Linked DNA regions of Mus musculus: region 2 is linked to region 1. Evidence: chromatin contacts called from public HiChIP or PLAC-seq data. All regions are on one chromosome and are shown on one strand. Each heading gives the region's core, a stretch centred on a gene start, on an enhancer-like site or on the middle of the called end of the contact. The rest is flanking DNA. Distances are from core to core; before and after follow the strand shown.

Evidence for each region. HiChIP or PLAC-seq counts read pairs in DNA pulled down with a chosen protein or histone mark.
Region 2: a contact with region 1 is called in an H3K27ac HiChIP or PLAC-seq map of large pre-B cells, with 2.4 times the contacts expected there. The contact joins two enhancer-like sites. A contact is called at or near these places in 2 of 115 datasets of contacts at active chromatin or transcription factors (bone marrow-derived dendritic cells and large pre-B cells).

Annotation. Positions count from the first base shown.
Region 1 is chr4:55,584,486-55,587,289 of GRCm38.p6, forward strand. All of the region lies in intron 1 of Gm12506 (a long non-coding RNA gene), which reads left to right. All of the region lies in intron 2 of Gm12511 (a long non-coding RNA gene), which reads left to right. Among named protein-coding and RNA genes, the nearest start is that of Gm12511, 14 kb to the left of the region's middle. Within about 2 kb of position 1,531, at least 28 of the 459 cell types and tissues checked have an H3K27ac peak or open chromatin away from gene starts, as enhancers often do.
Region 2 is chr4:55,822,858-55,825,610 of GRCm38.p6, forward strand. No RefSeq gene overlaps it. Among named protein-coding and RNA genes, the nearest start is that of Gm34482, 130 kb to the right of the region's middle. Within about 2 kb of position 1,349, at least 34 of the 459 cell types and tissues checked have an H3K27ac peak or open chromatin away from gene starts, as enhancers often do.

The DNA.
Region 1 (2,804 bases), core at 281-2,780:
GTTTCAACTCCCAGAACTCCTAACACACACCAATACACACAGAAAAAATTTGAATTCACAAAAATCTATAGATTATAGGGGTGCAGAAAATTTAATCAATAATCCCTAGCAGGGAATTCATTAATTCATATCCACTTAGTAAGCGTGGAGTAAGTGTCTACCAGAGTACACATGAGGCTGTTGGTGCCTAGAAGGGTACATACATGTACACACACACACACACACACACACACACACACACACACACACGCACGCACACACAGATATACACACAGATACACACAGAAATACACAGATACAGACACACACATAGAGATTCACACAGACACACACAGATAAATACAGGAACATAAATACACAGATACATAGATACAGACTCATACAGCCACAGACACTTACACACACACACACACACACACACACACACACACACACACACACACACACACACCCTGCAAATTAGTGGAACAGAGAAGTGGAAAGTGTCTTAAGAAGAATCCTAGAGGGCTTCCTGGAGGAAGATGTGACCTGACTTGTATAATGTCACTCTTTATGGAAAGGTATCAGATAGGGAGTAGAGCACAGAAACAGCTAGGCTTTTCTCTTAGTTAGGGTTTGACTGCTGTGAACAGACACCATGACCAAGGCAAATCCTATAAGACAACATTTAATTGGGGCTGGCTTACAGGTTCAGAGGTTCAGTCTATTATCATCAAGACAGGAACATGGCAGCATCTAGGCAGGCATGATGCAGGAATTGCTGAGAGTTCTACATCTTCATCTGAAGGCTGCTAGCAGAATACTGGCTTCCAGGCAGCTAGGATGAGGGTCTTAAAGGCCACACCCACAGTAATACACCTACTCCGACAGGGTCACACTTTCTAATAGTGCCACTCCCTGGCCCGCATATACAAGCCATCATAGCTTTGTGGCCTTCAGAGAATGGAAAATGTGAGAATTCATTCAGAAGAGACTAGGTAGGAAGGCTGGGACCAGATGACTGTGTTGGGTTTGCTCTCTACAAATAGGGAAGCTACAGAAGACGTTACCAGCTCTGCCTAGAGCTTCTCAAAGCATGGGTACTGCAGGTCACTGGGTCAGCTTATAAAAGGACAGATTCTAATCCCTTGTGGGTAGGATGTGTTGGCAACCTGAATTTCTAACAAACATACTGGTGATGTGGCGGGAGACTTGCTGAGTCTATGGGTACCTGGATTATCCTTGGAGTAGAAAAATACTTTTATTTTAATGAAAAACTTAAAAATGCACTATGCATATAAGTATGTACAAATGTGCATGTGTGCAGAGGCATGAGGCTAACCTTGAGTCTCATCTTCAGGTACTATCCACTCTCTTTCTTTTTGACGTGCTGCCCCTCCTTGACCAATTAGGCTGGACTGACTAGCCAGCTAGCCCTGGGAACCCTCCTGTATCTACCTCCCCATCACCTGGATTACAAGTACCACCATACCGAGTAGTTTTCTGTGAGCTCTGAGGATTGAATCAGATCCCCACACTTGCAAAGGTGACGACTGAGTCATCTCCCGAGTCCAGGAAAGTTTTAAGTAGTTCTTCTTCAAGCCAGTATGGGGGCAGGGATGATTGGGGTTGGGAGTTGTGTGGCTGTTGTCAGGAAAAGCATCAGACAAGGCACAGACTAAGTGTCAGCTATCTAAGAAGACTGTAGCTTCTCCTGTCAGCCCCTACACATGTCACCCTTTGGGTTTTTCTCATCCATAAGAAAACCCAAGGAAGGTGCGGGAGGGCTCAGCTTAGCTCCCATCTCTACAGAGGGCAGCCTTCAGCAACTGCCATCTTGATGCCCATGGGAAATGGTCAGGAGTGACTGTTGTTTGCTCCATCACAGGACGTGAAGTGATTCTGAGAGCAGAAAATATGACTGCCTTCCATGCTGTGGTAAAGGCTGAAAACCACAAACACAGTCTCCTAGGCTGTGACCAGCTGCCCCAGCGGTTTCTGTGACTGTTGGTGAAGTCTTCATTCTTGTCATCTGTGAGCAGAAGTGTGGTGGCAGTTGCCAGAGGTTGGGGGTGGGGTGAGGGGGGGATCATGGGAGAATTTACATTTGAGAAAATTCCATTCATTGACTTAATTATTTCTGGGAATTCAGAAAAGACCACCATGATCCTCCAGCCACGAAAATGCTAGGGCTGGCCTTACAAGTACCGGAATCTTGCAGCAGCAGCTTTTAAGAAACCCTGAACTATGCAAATTTTTAGCCTGAATAGTTTTCTTTTGTATGTGATATTTTGGAAACTTTAAATAGTGCTATGGTATGAGATAGTTCAGGGGCTTCTAATGGAATTCTCTTGGCAGAGTGCTCCCCTAGCAGGTATTAGATGCTGAGTTCCCATCCTATTACCACACTAAGATGGTGTGGTAGTGACACCTATAACCCCAGAACACAGGAGATGGAGGCAGGAGAATCCAAAGTTCAAGGTCATCCTCAAATACTTGTGCAATCTGAGGCCAGCCTGGTCTACACACTGTAAAACAAAACCAACAACAAATCAGACAAAAATAACTAGCTAGTTTTTGTTATAGCCATGTAAAGTAGTTAGCCCAGAGTGAATACAGTCAAAACCAGTAGGGACTTGGCATAATTTCCTGTTTTTAATTTAAAAAATTGAGTCAAGGTCTCAAATATGTAATGTAAATATACACAGGATGGCCTCAAATATGCTATGTAGCCAAGGAAGACCTTGTACCTCAGATGGTCCTTTCTCCTTCTATCAAGGGCTGGGACTTGAGGGATGAACCACCATTCCAATCTGGAATGGAAC
Region 2 (2,753 bases), core at 99-2,598, 240 kb after region 1:
AGATTCCATCCTTGGGTCTCTTGACTTCTCACCAGCAGGATAAACTGAAGGGCTACAGGTTTTCTTTGCTTCCTGATGTCCATCCAGGTCCCAGCCAGAATCCAAGCAGCTGTGGAGATGTTCAGTTCCCTTTGGTCTCTTGGTCACCATAGAACATGTCTGTTTCCCAAGCCATCAGGCTACTTGTAAGCAAGAGAACATTAGGAACGACAGCTGGCTGAGGCATCTATAGTCTGAGTTCTCATCTTGACTGCTACTGGCCAGTTATCACTCACTAATACGTTGATATCTCACTCTTCCAAAGAGGCTCTAAAGTTTCTTTATAACTATAGGAAATAAAAGTAGAAATTATGAAGATAGTAGGGGCAGGGAAAACAGACTCAAGAATGACAGCAAAACAAATATAAACCGTTTGAGTAGTTCTTTCTGGCCACATTTGACCTTGAGTTTCCTAGCCGTTGGGGGAAACAAAGAAATGCCTCAGGTGAATGACATTATCTCTAAATCTGAGTTTCACTGTGGCTAAAATGAAACTAAAAACACTGACATCATAGGATCGCCCTAAGGATGAAATGAAGGTGGAATGTGAAATTCTTAAGTGTAAATATCTTATGGTAGGATCTGAGTTTAGGTGTGTGAATGTGTGTGTGTGTGTGTGTGTGTGTGTGTGTGTGTGTGTGTGTGTACATCCACACATGCGTGCACACAAGCATGCATGTATGTAAGAGGACTGTATCATATGTCATTCCCCAGGAGCTGTCTACCTTGGCTGTTGAGATAGTTTCCTGGTGCCTGGAGTTCACTGAATAGCCTAGGCTGGCTGGACAATGAATCCCTTTCTGTATCTACCACCCTTGCACCAGGGTTATAACCACATGCCATTATGCTTGACTTCTGTATGTGGCTTCAGATCCTCATACTTACAAGGCAAGCACTTTGCCCTTACCTCCCCAGCCCTGTGTACTGCCTCAGAGCTCATATCCCTTTCTCAGTGTGGTACAGGATAAGCCACGTGGATGCATGGTTAACTCTTACTCCAATGGACATGTGCAGAAGGAGAACTTGTCTCAAATAGGATGGCAGGTAAGGACAAAAATGCTCCTCTGTGTCTGTCCTTATTCCAACCCACTTGCCAGGAAGAATGGACCTCGACGGAGCAGAACTGCAGAGTTGGAAGGGAACAAGCTGAGCCCATCAACATCTCTTTTCAGGATGGTGGTGGGGAATGAGTTAGAGTTGATGTTCTCACTCCATTTTTTTCTTAAAGGACTCACTCAGAGGAGGGTACAAAGACGAGATTAAGCTAAAGGGGACAACACTGCTTTATTTATAGCTTAAGGAAGTGAAAGTCAGTCTGCGCTCTGGCTCACCGTTGCTACACACTCAGCCACCCGAGGATCCTCTATGCCTCTCCTCCCCTCTGCTGGCCCTGGCAAGCCAGGCCCTTGCCACAGCACAGCCAACAGCAAGAGCTCAACTACTCTATACAACGGACTGCTGTGAGAAGAGAATCATGGTGGAGAGGAATGTAGGGTTTGAAAGGGTCTTGTTTTCCTAAGTGCTTCTATGTTTTGACACAGCATCTTCTTCAAGCCCATCTCTGGGCTATTTAAAACATGGAGAGGAGTTGCCTTCCAAGTGTGCACATGTGCTCTGGAACCTCTGTGGAATACTGGTTTATTTTGAGCGGCAGTGTTTGACACTCTGATCCCAGGCCAAGGTCATCATGAGGCCTTTTTCTGCCTGTTCCCGAGCAACTGACAGCCTACATTCATGGCAGTGAACATGAGTGAGGAGCTCTCAAGCTAGTTCTGATGAGGCTACACCAGCTGAATGGTTACAAGAACCTTTGCCTGTCCACCTTCATTCTCGTGTCTCATTGGCCAGGGCAAATGCGTATTATTAGCCACCACCTTATTTGCAAGATCATGCAGAATAATGAGTAGGCCAGCCTACTCAAGGTCATGGTCATAAGCTCACAAAGGTACCAGACCTCATGCTCAGCATTGCTTCTTTGATACTGTTACATTCTACTTTTTTGGGAAGAAAGAAGGGATCACTGAGGAAGAAACAACTGATTGTAAACCCCAAACTAGTCAACAAATTAGAGACAAACTTTATTTCCTCCAGTCTGTGGTATGGTCATTCAGTGGCATCTCTGGTGTCACCAATTGCATTAGCAGAGTGCATATCAGGGAGAAGAATGCTGACTTGCATTTTCTGGGTGGGGTTAGTACAACATGGCAAGCCTGAACTGTTCGTGAGGTCTTTAGCAGCAAAACCTGCCTCTCTGTGCTTCCTCTCTTCTTTGTCCCATTTCCCTTTCTGAGTTGGTCACTTGGGGTGCTCAATTCCATGCACATCTGTGTGCACTTGAGATCTGAAACCCCACCAGCTGCAGAAGCATGCCACTCATTGTCATTTTTGGAAACCAAAAATGACCGGTCACACAACAGTGATTAGATAAAGCTTGTAATTAGTGTTTGCTGTAGTCAGCGACGTGGTATTTTAGGGACAAACAGCCACTCGGTGCTACATATAGCTTGGAATTTGTGGGTTTGGTATAACCCACCATTGTATGGTCAAGGAAGCAAAGGAGAAAGGGGAGACAGAGAATAGATAAAAGGAGAGAGGTTAGGAAGGCCCCTCCCACCAACGGACTTAAAAGGTTAAAGGACCCACAGAACTTTGGAGTGGACTTGCCTCAAAGTGGTACCCATTAGATGTCAAGGACTGCCTGGGTCCTTGATCTC